Regions from separate parts of the Sus scrofa genome. Here regions 1, 2 and 3 are each linked to region 4. A link is a contact called in public Hi-C and HiChIP or PLAC-seq data. All regions are on one chromosome and are shown on one strand. Each heading gives the region's core, a stretch centred on a gene start, on an enhancer-like site or on the middle of the called end of the contact. The rest is flanking DNA. Distances are from core to core; before and after follow the strand shown.

Region 1 (3,118 bases), core at 129-2,628, 1.2 Mb before region 4:
TGTGAAGAAGAGACATTGGTTGCTAGGATGAAAAGACATTGATTATAATTTGGCTGGTATACCACTACTGATCTTTATGGTGCTGTTATAATGAATAAACACTACGAAGCATCCTGAAAATTAAAATTTTTAAGGGAAAGTATTACATATTTTCCTGTTTAGGGAAATATTCCATTAAAACCACACTTTCTGGAATTTAGGGAATTTCTGTGATGTTTGGCAACATTTGTTATAATGTTGATTTTTAAATCAAACATTTTACTTGCATTTTTGTTATGAGTATGATTCATCTTATCATTGTCCTTGTACAAAAAGTAGAAGTAGCTCATTTTGCTTGATGGGGGTCCTCTTCATGGCCCCTCTTTCACGGTGCGTATACCTGACTGTTCATGTGCTCTCTCTGACAGAGGATGCAATTCCTGCTAAATTGAAAGGGCAAAACTGACAACCGCCTATTCTAGTAGTCTATTACCGTTTAATGACAGAGGATAGCTTCTGGGAAAAATACACTGACAAGGGGATTTTTTACTGTACCTAGTAGAATTCCAAAGCACTTAACACCCAATCTCCTCACTAGGGGGGGAACGCGGAGGCTCCTGGCCTATTGACGTGCAGCTACTTCGGGCCTGGAATGCAGCTGCTGGTTAACAGCTGTTCAGCTTCTGAGCTCTACACTCAAGACCTTGAAGGGGAGCTCACCGCATCCAATTAAATAACATAAATTGCTATTTTTGAATAATGTGTCTTATGTCTTGCAGGTGAGCCTTCTCAACTCGGTTTTGGGCAATTTTCTTCTCAGTTCTTAAGAATTCCTTCCCCGCCCCCTCTCTTTCTCTGATACCACTTTATCATCTACCAGAGGGAACCCGGTTTAGCCTTTTTCACTGAATGGCTGGAGGAAGGGAAAATTATTAGAGAACTGAATAGGGGGAGGGGTAGTGTTAAAAATTTCTTTGGGGAACCCCAAGCAACCTTACCCCAAGAGTCCAGTCCTAACTCCTGGTTCCCTTCCCGTGGGCAGGGCTCGGGCGGCCCCAGGAAGAGGTGAACTGAGGGAGGACGATCGGAGCCTGTGCCCGCAGTCCTCCCTCCACCTCTCTGCCACCTCGGGCTGCATTTTCCGGACCGAAAAAAAGCGCGGGGAGCCGCACTCGCCCCGACGCTGGGCCTCCGGGAGGCGACGGACCGCCGGCCGCCTGGGGAGTAAGGCGAGCCCGCAGCCCCGTGGCCACTTTGATTGTTGCGCGCCTCCAACTTCACAGAGTGCAACGCTCAGGGGGTGCAGCCGGGCCTCCGCCCTGCGCGACTCGGGTCCTCGCGCCGGGAGGAGCTGCGGCGCGGGGACAGCCGAGCCGCCGCCCGCCGCCTCGAGGCCAGCAGCCCGCGTCCTTCCCGCCTGGAGCCCGCGGCGGGGGAGGGGCCGCTGCCACCCGCATTCTCCCGGCCCCCGCGGCCGGCGGAAGGGCCGCGCGCATCGCGGAAGCGCGGCCGCAGCTGAGGATCAGCTGCTGGAGGGGGCGGAGAAGGAGAAGGAGGAGCCTAGGAGGGGGAAGGGGAGGGAGGGGACCGTCAGGAAGCCGCGAACGCCACCGAGTGTCTGCACACCTCGCTCCGTCTGCTATGGCTGGTTAAAGAACCATCCGGATCGCAGCGCGGGGGGAGGGCCGGGTGGGGGGAGAGCGGCGGCCGCGCGTGAGGCCGAGGGAGGGGCGGCGGCGCGAGCGGCGGCGGCGGCGGTTCCAGCATGAAGAGGAGAGCTGGCCTGGGGGGCAGCATGAGGTCAGTGGTGGGCTTCTTGTCCCAGCGGGGCTTGCATGGGGACCCCCTGCTCACTCAGGACTTTCAGAGGAGACGCCTGCGAGGCTGCAGAAACCTCTACAAGAAGGACCTCCTCGGCCACTTCGGCTGTGTCAATGCCATTGAATTCTCCAACAATGGAGGCCAGTGGCTGGTCTCAGGTAAATCAACCCCCTTCCCCTCCCTGCGGCCCCCTTCCAACCTCCCTTTTCCGCTCTCCCTCGCTACCCTCCTCCTGCCCTCCGTCCCCACCCCCTCCCTCCTCAACCCCCCCCCTTTTCGGCGGTGGGAAGGTTGGGTGTCAGATTAAACCTTGGCACGGGGAGAGAGGGAGGGAGGGGAAGGAGAGGATGTCTTCTATAAAATAAAAGACCTAAAATGGTTGACAGGTCCTTAATTCGCCTTATCCCAAGTGTAAAGTGCTCTCTCCTGGTGACTGCCCTGAAAGTGTGGGTCGGGGAGGGGGGCGAGGTTACTGCTTGACAAAGTTTGATGGGAAACTCTTCCTCCGTGTACTTTAAAAGGTGCGGGGGGCATTTGGACGATTTAGAGGGGAGGAGGCCGAGGCGCCGGAGGCGGCGGGGGGGGGGAAGCTCGAGCCTCTGTCGCCGGCGTCCGGGCAAGGGGCCTTGGGTCCGGGCGGTGACAGGGCCGGCCGCTGGAGGGGTGAGTGGAGGGGAGGTGACGGGCCCCTCAGGGGCCCGGCTCCATCTCCTCGGGGTCTGGGGTGGCCTCTTCCGTGTCGTGTTTTTCTTATGATTCGGGAGTGCCGAGGGCTCTGGAGGCCAAGGGGCCACTGGTCTGAACTTAAATGCGCAACTTGTGAGCCAGGGGTGGGGGGTGGGAGACCCCGGGAGACTTGTTGGCGGGAGCCCGGCTCCTGCACCCCCTTTCCCGCGCCTGCCGTTGCAGGTGGTCTCCGCACCTCCTCCCTCCCGCCTAGCTGGCCTTGGTTGCCCCCGGGCTCCCCCTCCGGTGTGGGGAAAGTGGCGAAATCGAGGCCGGGGCTCCGGCCGAGCGGTGTAGGCCTCGCTCTCCCGGGGCGCCTAGCGACAGGCAGCTGAATCGATAGCCTATTGCTCCCGGGGAGGCCGGGGCCGAGCGGGTGGCGGCGACAGCTGCCCCGGGGGAGGTGCGCCTGCCGCCCGTGGGGGCGCTCGCTGCTGCCGCGCTCCTCCCAGGGGTCGTGGGCCCAGGGCGGGCGAATGGGGATGGGGTACGCTGGAGCCGGGGGCGGCCCCCCCGAAAGCCGGCTCAGGGGCGGAGGGCGAAGACGGCTGAGCTGGCGTTCGCGCTCGCTTTCTGCCCTCCCTACTCCGTC
Region 2 (3,346 bases), core at 839-3,338, 1.3 Mb before region 4:
GGGAAATACAAATTAAACCACCAAACTAGAATCATTGTCTACCCATCAGATTGGTAAAAGTAAAAAATACTGATATCAAATGTGTAAAAGAGCTGGGAAAATAGATATCGCTATACACTGTTAGTGGGCAGTTCGGCATGAAATATCCACACCCTCCCACCCAGCCAAGTCCACCTGCAGGTTTCTAGCCTTGAGAAATGCTCCCGCAAGTGTGAGGGTTGAAGGATGTGCTCTGCCACACCATGTCTAACAGTGAAAAACTGCAAGCAACCTATAGAATCTCACATACCATGGAATTTTATTTATTTATTTATTTACTTATGTATTGCTTTTTTAGGTCCACACCCGTGGCATATGTAAGTTTCCAGACCAGGGGTTGAATTGGAACTACAGCTGCTGGCCTATGCCAGAGCCACAGCAACACAGGATCTGAGCTGTGTCTGTGACCTACACCACAGCTGATGGCAACGCTGGATCCTTAACCCACTGAGCAAGGCCGGGGATCAAACCTCATGGATACTGGTAGAGTTCATTTCCGCTGCACCACAACGGGAACTCCCTACGGAATCTTAGCATACTCTGGAGTTTACAAAGCAAGCAGAAAGAACATGGTCGATGTCTACATATTGACAAAGAAAGTGTTCCAAGACCCACTTTTAGGCATAAGAAGAATAGTTGTCGGATAGGTACAAAAGGTCACATTTGCAAAATATGCACTTGTAAAAAGTTTAACACAAAATCTTACATACTTATATACAAACACATGTCAACAGATGTAAGGAAAAAGAAATAGAAAACAAACAAACAAAAAAAACCACCCCAAATAGCAGTTTTTACTTGAGGGCAAGAGATGAAAGAAGAAAAGATGGAGATGGAAAGAGATGGGTCAAAAAAGATCTATTTTGTTTACATTTTTGACGCGATTGTATGCACTGATTACAATTTAAATAAATATAAAAGAACACTTTAAAAAAAAAAAAAGCTCAACCTGACGAAAACGAATAATTCCTTCTCCCTATTAAACCTCTTTTCTCTTGCACTTCATAACTTTGATATTAACAAAACCTTTCAGTACAGTTCCTTCTATCTTTATAAAGATAGAACTAAAAAAACAGTATAAAGTGTTTTCAAGGAGTGAATATCTAAGTGAGGTTGTGTTCATTCGTGTATCAAAAGCTTATAAAGGTTTGGTGTTTCTATTTCAACAAGCAGGTATCAATTTTGTAATAAATAATCATTAAGGGTTTAGTTTTCAACGATCCCAAGGATATGAAAAGAGAAAGAAGTGGCTCCGAGCAAGACCCAGAGAAGCGGGTGTGGTCTGGGGGAAAAGGGGTAATAACAATGGGGGCGGGGGTAGGTCCCCACGAACCAAGGGGACGGAACTGTAACAGTGGACGCCTGCAACATGCAGCGCCCAATAAGTTGCCACAAGCTGCGGGTGGTGCTTCCTTTTTTGCTAACTGGGTCAAGAAATAACGAAGGTTTAGCAGGTATCCCTAGAGAGAACAAAAAGGGGTCCGAAAAGGCAGCCCGGGGAAGGTCATGGGAGGCCACGTAAGGAGGTGAGAGTCCCCGCAGCGCACCAGGACCCTGAACCGCCCCCGCTGCGGGCGAGGAGGGAGCGGAGGCCGCGCCGGGGGGCGGGGAGAGGGGCAGGGCCAAGTCGCTTGGGGACAACGAGGTCCCCGCAATCAGTCGCCCCCGCACACGGTGATGTCGCCAGCTTTCACGAGCCCTCTCCTTAGTCTGCACAGGAATCCCCCTCCGCTGCTTGCACGAGCGTGGAGAAAGGCCTTGCCGGCCGCTAATTCTCACTTACCTGCGGCCCCGGACTCGACTGGAACACCTGCGGCACCTCACGCTGAAGCACTGGAACCTCTTTGGCCACCTGCATGCACCCACCCGGATCCACTAGGACCGAAACCACTTCCGGTCTTGTGACCGGCTAAGAGGACGTAACCCCAACTGGGGTGTACAATTGGGCGACGCCATCTTGTACGGAAGCAGCTGGGGCAGCTGTTGCCTCCCCAGTTTCTCCACTGCTGAACAAAGGGTCTGTTAAAATTGGAAAAGCTTAAAAATCTTTTCAGAAAAGTGGTGCTTTTGCGTTTGTTTCTGGGTAATATTTTAGTTTGAGTTTTGGTTTTAAGGAAGCCTCTGGAACCCTCACAAATGCAATATGGGATATGTAATTACTAATTACTAATTAGCGGTGTTTCTCTACCGCGTTTATTTTCCTCTTAACTGTTAAATGATGAAGGTAAATAGAAGAAACACTTGTTTAAATAATGTATTCCTCATTAGGAGTGCATTTTGTTACTATAGCCATTATGCCATGTTTTATAACGATAACCACAGTACCTTCTATTTCTATTTAAAATCTTTCATTCAACCAGTCTTTATCATCAACTTTTATATGTGAGGCAGCTAATGTATGCCACGTGCTGTTGCTTTATCATAGAATGTGTAAAATAGAAGGAGAAATGTAATGTGCTGCACAGAAAGGATGTAAGGTATAATAATAGCTGCCATTTGGTGATTATGTGCTTACAGTGTACTAGGAACTTTGCAAAACGTTTTACATATTTTATCTCTTTAATCCTCACAACCTCATGAGACAGTACTATTATTAGTGCCATTTTACATAAAATGGAGAAAGGTCAAATAAATTACTCAGGTAACAAGTAAGAATTGGAGTTGGAAATCAAACCTCAGTATGTCTAACTGCAAAGCTTGTTGCCCTCATCCTCTATATTGTTTTGCCTCCAGTACAGGAAAAAGGTTCTACATATTATTAGATTATTATCCATAAGGGAAAATATTTTGGGAGGTATAGAGAACCCCCTGCATTTCATCTGCTCCATCCTGAACACCTAAAAGACAAACAAAAAGGTAAACAGGAAATGCAAATTAAAACCACGGTGAGATACCATTATATACCACCGGAAAGGCTAAAATGAAACACAAAAAATACCAAGTATTGGCAAGACTGGAGCAACCAGTGCTGCTGCAGTGTACAGTCACTTTGTTAAGCTGTTTCACAGTATCGACTAAAGCTGAAAATATGCAAAGCTTTTTTTTTTTTTGGCTTTCTATGGCCTCACCCATGGCATATGGAGGTTCCCAGGCTAGGGGTAGAATCGGAGCTGTAGCTGCCAGCCTACACCACAGCCACAGCAACGCGGGATCGTTAACCCACTGAGCAAGGCCAAGGATCGAACCCGAACCTCATGGTAACTAGTTGGATTCGTTTCCGCTGTACCACAACAGGAACTCCTGAAAATATGCATGGCCTTTGAACTAACAAATTCACTCGTAGGTATATATCCATGGGAAATGTGTA
Region 3 (3,399 bases), core at 228-2,727, 1.1 Mb before region 4:
CAGGGACTTGTGGCAGGCACAGCGCTGAACGGTGACACTTGCATAAACATGCAAGGTTGACTAATGGTGGGGGAGCCACAGCAGCACCCATGTCTGCTTACAACAGCACTGGTGGCTCTCCTGAGAGGCACGGGCACTTTCTCCACCTTTCCAATCTGTGGCCTTTCAAGTATCTCAATTCACGGCCCTTTCTAGCTCCTTTACTCACCTTTGGACTGACATACTTTCATTTTTGCAGTAGACTCAGCCATCCTGCGGGGCCATAGATGAAGTACTACCATGTGCATAAGCTATTGGAGATCTTCTTGCTACTGTTCTACAGTCCCGGACTTCTCAGAGGAGCCCACCAGGGTGTGAGGCCTGCCTCTTCCTGGTGTCTGTCACTGCTGGAGCCGGCTGTGTAGATCTTCTTCTCACTAGGCCTGAGGAAGGAAGCTCAGGCAGGCACCAGTCAATGAGACCTGTTTCACCAATGCTGCCCTCCTTCCTCCTCCAATAACAATAAGGCTTTGTTTGTCAGGTATAAGGTTACAGGGTTGGCCTGTGGAGTCCTGAGAACTCCATAAATCCCTGGTAAAGCTCAACTCTTTGAACCTCAGTTTCCCCATCTGTCAGGGATGTGGGTTGAGGATGTCCGGAGTAGGCAGAACACTCAGAGTTGCGAAGATGCAGCCCAGGCGTGTCTATGAGGGTAGCTCGGGCTGTGCCAGCCAGCGGGGACCCTTAGGGGATTCCCGGGAACCTGTGCGACGTAGCTGCCACCGGGGAAGCCCCGGCGCAGAGCGGTCCCTGAGCCTAAGGGCGGGCCGCAAAGGACCCCGCCGTGAGGCGGCAAAACTGCGGGGCCTCCGAGGGCCGTCGGCCGGCCAGAAACCCGGCCCTGGGAGGGCAGGGGTCTACTGGATCCCACCGGGTGGGGCGGGGCCGGGTGGCAGAATCAGGAAATTCCCAGGAAATTCCTTTCCATTCCGGCATTCCCCGCCCCCCTTCCCTGGGTGCCGACCTCTCTGGACCCTGAGAAAGAGAAAATGAAATGCTTTTCGGGTTTCCCCGCGTCCCTTCTCCAGCCCCTGGCCTTCTGGGGTTTGGAGCGCGCGTGGGAGCGCAGGACACCAGCGCGCCGGAGTTCCGGGCCTTCCCGCGGGTGAGGAGCGTGTTCAATCCTCCTGCGGTTCCTGGGGCTCCCGCTCGGTCCCCGAGCTCCGGGAGGCGTCCCCCCCCGGCAGCGGTCCCGTTCAGCTTAAGCTGGTGTCACATGAGCCGCGGGGGAGTGGGAACCCGGGGAGTGGGCGGGGGCGTGCGCGCCGGGAGGGGGCCGCCCAGTCCACCTATATGCGCCGGGCCCTGCTGACGGATGCCAGGAATTCCCAATGAGAGGCGATGGGGGGAAGTTTGGGCAACTCGGCCTGGCCAATGGAGAACCTCGGGAGGGCTCTGCCCCTTCCCCTCGCCCCCGCCCGCCTTGGCTCCCGCAGCGAGAGTGTGTCCGCCTCGCTCAGTGTGCGTGGAGATTAGGTCCGAGCGCCGGAGCGAGGCAGCCAGTCCGCGAGCTCGAGCCGCCGGCGCCGCTCCCAGCAGCAGCCTTTGCGAGCAGCGCAGCGGCGGAACTGGGCGCAGGGGAGCTAGCTCGGCCCCGCCAGCCCAGCCCAGCCCAGCCCAACTACCTCCCCACGCGGGGCAGCAGCCGCAGCAGCCGCCGCCGGGAGAGAAGGTGGAGGAAGAAATCCAGCCCCTAGCACGCGCGCACCACCATGGACCATTATGATTCCCAGCAAACCAACGACTACATGCAGCCCGAAGAGGACTGGGATCGAGATCTGCTCCTGGACCCAGCCTGGGAGAAGCAGCAGAGAAAGGTCAGCAACCACCCTGGCCCCCCGCAGCTCCCCGCCCCCCGCCCCGGGCACCTCTGTCTGCCGGGCTCGCACCCGGCTGCGAACCAGTTCCAGGCGCGCTCGAGCGGGGGCGGGGGATGAGCGGCTGCAGTGAGGAAGGGTATTGGGTTACAGGCGCGGGGCGGAAGGGGGAGCGCCCGGGCTCCAGAGCCCGCGAACGCCGAGGCCGAGCGCGGGGAGGTGGGGTTGCCGGCGGGCAGGTCGCCTTTGGGCGAGTGAACCAGGCCACCCCGCTGCAGCCGCACCAGCCCTGCGTGGGCAGGTCGCTGGGGCGGTGCTCGGGAGGCTGGGGGCTAAGCCCCCGGCTGGCTGCTAGCTCCGGATCGATTTTCCCTTCCCTTCTCCGCCCCTGACCGCCTTTCCATATGGCGTGCGGTGGCAGCGTGGTTCCTGGGCCGCTCTGGGCTTGGTACCCGGAGGGGACAAGCTGCACGGGTTCTCCCAGCCCCAGCCCCCAGGCCGAGGAGAGAGCGGGCACTGGAGGGATTGGCAGCCTCCTCCGGGGCTGCCTGGAGGTGGACCTGCTGGAGTGGGGTTGCGGCCGAGAGAACCCGGGGCGACGCGAGCTCCCCAGCAGGCCCTGTGGGGGCGGGGTCCGGACGGCAAACCGTTTTATTGCTTAACTCCGTGGTTGGTAGCTGCGAGCGGAGATGGGCTTGCGTCTGCCTTCTGCCGCTCCGACCCCCGCTCATTCCTGGGAGAAGGAGAATTTGGGCAACTTGATCCGAGTTGAGGGGCTCCAGGGCAAGGCATTGTCTCCGGGGATATTTGGGGTTAGTCATTAAGGCTCCATGCTTAAGCCACCGAGGCGAGTCCCAGGCGCCGGGTGCGCGCTCCGCCACGGGCCTGGGCTCGGAGCTGGCACTGGGACTCGGGCACAGTGGCCGGTGGCAGGAAGAGGTCAGAAACCACTCTTGTTGGGGGAGGGCGCCCCAATCCTGCCTCTGCTTCCTGCCTGCGCGGTGAGCTCTTGCCCCAGGCGGCCACGTACCCTGAACACCCCCTCTCCCCCTCCTCCCCCGCTGCCCGCTCCCATCCGGTCCCTCCTTACCCCGCCCCCCTCCACCCTTCTGCTGATCTGGGAATGGGGGTGGGGGGGGACAGGATGGCGCGTCCCTCTGGATAGTGCGGTTAGGGCTGGGCTTGAGGGAGAACGCTCATGTCCAAAAATGGTAACATTCATTCCCCTTTTTAAACTTAAAAGGGGGGGAGTTTAGGGAGCCGACTGAAGTTTTTTTTTCAGCCAAAGGCATCCTGTATTAGCTCACTCAGGAATCCTAAGTCCTGAAACAGCGCCCTTTTACTCACTTCATCAGACAAGCAGAGGTAATTTAAAACACAAGCACAAAGGGCTTCCTAAAGCCTGGGACCTGAGCCCCAGGGTCTTGGCTTCTGCTGAGCCCAGCCCTCTTGCAGCCGCATCTGAAGGTTCCCGGGGCTTTGAAGCGGATGGCTTCTTTGCTTTGTGGCAGTTGCTTAAAAACACTTCCCCCTCTTCCTGTCT
Region 4 (3,421 bases), core at 819-3,318:
CTACATCATTGCCCAGTGCTTTCACAGATCAGGGACCTTTGGGCAATGATGTCACCTAAACTGATAAATTCAATCAAAAAGGAGAACTGTAAACCCCAAACTACCTCGATTTTCACAATGACCAACTCTGCTATCTCTGCCTTCTTAGGCCCACTCCCATCACTTGCCTGAACTATTGCAAACTGCTTCTGGTCCCCTCTGCCCTGCAACCTGCCCCCCCCAAAAAAAAGATCCATTCAAATAAGTGTTCCTTGCACAGATGCTTCTTCAGTGCACACTCTGGGCACTCCCATCGTGGCTCATCAGAAATGAATCTGACTAGTATCCATGAGGATGCGGGTTCAATCCCTGGCCTCGCTCAGTGGGTTAAGGATCCGGCGTTGCCTTGAGCTGTGGTGTAGTTCGCAAACACGGCTCAGATCTAGCATTGCTGTGACTGTGGTGTAGGCCAACAGCTATAGCTCCGATGCAGCCCCTAGCCTGAGAACCTGCATATGCTGTGGGTGTGGCCCTAAAAAGCAAAATAAATAAATAAATAAATACACACTGCTGAGCTCTGAGGCACAAGAATCATTTAAGCGTTTTTCCTCCTCTTTGGGAACTCGCAGTAAACAATGAAAGAGAAGTATACACAAATAATCACAGTCATTCAGTAAGTATTGTCACTGGAATTTAAATGTGCTTTGGAACCAGAGAGGAAGAAGCAGTTCCTTCTTCCTCTGACCTAAAAGTCACAATCCTGTCAGAGGTAGCCTGCTAGAAATTTGCTCCAATCCTGTTACTCTCATCCTTTAAAACTGCCCATGGTTCCCTGAGACCACAAGATAAATTCCACACTTCTTAATGATGGCCTAAAGAGTCTTCATAAACTGGTCCCTCACTTCCCTCTCATTCCTATTTCAGAGTGCAAGGCCCAAACCCTGGCATTTCTTGCAAAGTCACTTGCTTCCCAACATCTTAGTTTCCTCATCTGAAAAACAAGCACAATTCAAATATCTGCTCCACAGGAATGCAATGAAGGTTAAAGGATGTGGATGGTGCATGGCATGTGGAGACCAAGGCTGAGTCATTATCAATTCCTTAAGCAAAACAGCAATTGCTGTCTCACCTGACCTGCCTTCCAGCCATAACATTGATAGGTTACACAAGCACCATTCTGCCTTCCTGACTTTCTTCCACAAAGACTTGCCACAACTTAGTCTCTTCCCCTCCAATGTTCTCATTCTACTGTGAGCACATTTGTCCAATAATCTTATTAACGTATTGTTATGGCTTGCATGCTTATTTCTTCAACCAGAAACTGAATTCCTGCTCTGCTTGTGCGTGCACGCGCATGTAAATGAGGGGGTGAAGGAAGACATTCAATCCTGGAAACTGAATCCTCTCATTTAAAAAAAAAAACCTCACGTTAGACGGTCAATGGAAACTGTGAATTAACAATAAGATATATTTCTTGAGCCCTTATTAGGCGCCATTGTAAACCCAGTTTACAGATTAAGAATAATGAGGCACTTAATTGAATCACTTGAGCAAATTCTAACAACTAGCACACGGTGGAGTCCGCGCATTCGAAACCAGGAATCTGACTGCAGATCCCATGCTATTAAATACCTCTTCTTCAACGTCACCTGAAGATAGGCAGAACACTAAACGTCCTTTAATGACGAGCTCCCCTACCTAGACCTCAAACTACCTGCAATTGCGAAGATGGATGGACATCAAGAAGCGAAATCATCATCCCAGAACCCCCTAAAAGAGCTGCTCCCAACAAGGTGCAGCTTCCCAGCATCGCTCACAAAAGAAGGCCGGACGCCTTCACATACGCGGCGGGTCTCAAGTTAAGATCCCTAAGGACCTAAGGGGGCGTGCCCTGTAGCCAAGAGTGACTCTCTGCTCCCCTAATAGGAACACCAGGGGTACAGAAAGCGAGCAGAAAATAATGACCGCACCCCACTTCCCCGAACCGCCCGCCACATGAAACTTTCCAGTACCGGGTCTGCAGCATCCAACTTTCAAAGTTTCCCCTACCCCTCACACAGTTCCCGGTGGAAAGTGACGCGAAGCAACAACCGAAATGCTGGTTGGGCCATCCGCCTGCCAAGCATCCAATCAAAGGTAGGCACAGGCCCAGGTCGACTCCGCTGCTTGCTGGGAATTGTAGTTCTATGAAATAAATCTACGAATCCCAATTTCCCAATACAGTGGTTATCAAAATCCGGTGGAGAGAGAGTTCCCTTGTGATGCAGAGGGATTAAGGATCCAGCATTGTCACTGCAGCGGCTCTAGTGGTTACTGTGGCGAGGATTCCATCCCTGGCCCAGGAACTTCCACCGTTGGGGGGCGGGGGGGGTGCGCGGAATCCAGTAGAGGGAACATCAGATCAGTAAGAAGAGTATGAAGACTGGAATTTTTCTTTTATTTCTTTTGTCACTACATATAAAAATTTGCATAATGGATCAAAGAGACGTTATTTTTCTGGGCGTAGATGAGAATCCTCCAATCATAGAAGAGATTTTGCAAAAGAGCCTTTGATTTGTTTCGGTTTACTTTTCCACCACTCTTTGGTGGTGAAATAGTTTGGAAAATGCTGAATGAAAATGCTCAAACCAAAAGCACGTAATGGGGAAATGTAAGAGTCTATAGTTGAAGAAAAACGTGAAGGAAACCAAATCAAAGGTTCAATGTAAAAGCAACTGTAATTAGGAAATCGTTACTTTTTAAGAGTCAGTTTCAGATTATTGTATTTGAGAGAGGCTTTTGCTCACTCTTTGCTCTCATCTCCTTTGTGCATACCTCTATCTTATAATTTAGCCCACTGCATCCTAATTATTGACCTGCACCCCTCACTAAACTTGTGAGCGCCTTGAGGACAGGGACCGCATCTTATTCAGCTTCTAAAGTAGGGCCAGGCACACATATCAATTAACAGTTGTCGGGTAAATGAGCAAATGAATGAAGTTAGGCAGAAGAAAATGGGAATTCAAAACGTAGGGTTCTGGGATTATAAGAGGGCCCAAGTGTTTGTTGCAATAATGGAGAAGGACTGGTTTCCCTGCTCTGAGTATCCCCAGGGCGTGGCAAAGCACTATCACAGGTTGGCGCTCAGTAAACGCTGAGTTCAAACTAGAAAGAAAAGAGAAGGAAAAAAAATCAAGGCATACAGCTATTCCTAACACTTGCTCCACCGAATGCAGAATGGAACCTGTCAAGCGGAATAGCTGTCAAAACTGTGAGGGATGGTCCTGAGCCAGGTGATAACCTCTTTCCTAGCTACCTAGCTTTCGCTAGTCGCTAGAGGTGGTGTCACGTGACCAAAACAAATATGGCGCTTTATTTGCATCTTTTCCCTCCATTGACCAATACGAGTAGGCAGTAGGCGTTGTCCTCGTCATTCCCGCCCCTCCCTTAACCTCCCGAACTG

Evidence for each region. Hi-C and Micro-C count contacts between places; a contact is called where the count stands out from the background. HiChIP or PLAC-seq counts read pairs in DNA pulled down with a chosen protein or histone mark.
Region 1: a contact with region 4 is called in an H3K27ac HiChIP or PLAC-seq map of alveolar macrophages. The contact joins the promoter of DCAF5 here to the promoter of RAD51B in region 4. A contact is called at or near these places in 2 of 5 promoter capture datasets (fetal liver and liver), 1 of 47 Hi-C or Micro-C datasets (heart right ventricle) and 1 of 2 datasets of contacts at active chromatin or transcription factors (alveolar macrophages).
Region 2: a Hi-C map of liver shows a contact between it and region 4, with 6 times the contacts expected there. The contact joins the promoter of EXD2 here to the promoter of RAD51B in region 4. A contact is called at or near these places in 2 of 47 Hi-C or Micro-C datasets (heart right ventricle and liver).
Region 3: a contact with region 4 is called in an H3K27ac HiChIP or PLAC-seq map of alveolar macrophages. The contact joins the promoter of ACTN1 here to the promoter of RAD51B in region 4. A contact is called at or near these places in 1 of 5 promoter capture datasets (liver), 1 of 47 Hi-C or Micro-C datasets (heart right ventricle) and 1 of 2 datasets of contacts at active chromatin or transcription factors (alveolar macrophages).

What each region holds. Positions count from the first base shown.
Region 1 is chr7:92,811,557-92,814,674 of Sscrofa11.1, reverse strand. DCAF5 (DDB1- and CUL4-associated factor 5) reads left to right here and starts at 1,378. Exons shown (of 9, transcript XM_021099398.1): 1 at 1,378-1,958. The coding sequence starts at 1,745.
Region 2 is chr7:92,846,700-92,850,045 of Sscrofa11.1, reverse strand. It overlaps EXD2 (exonuclease 3'-5' domain-containing protein 2), which reads right to left and starts at 2,088. Exons shown (of 8, transcript XM_005666327.3): 1 at 1,823-2,088. The coding sequence starts at 1,897.
Region 3 is chr7:92,642,920-92,646,318 of Sscrofa11.1, reverse strand. It overlaps ACTN1 (actinin, alpha 1), which reads left to right and starts at 1,477. Exons shown (of 21, transcript NM_001243061.1): 1 at 1,477-1,856. The coding sequence starts at 1,752.
Region 4 is chr7:91,591,060-91,594,480 of Sscrofa11.1, reverse strand. RAD51B (DNA repair protein RAD51 homolog 2) reads right to left here and starts at 2,068. Exons shown (of 12, transcript XM_021099935.1): 1 at 1,992-2,068.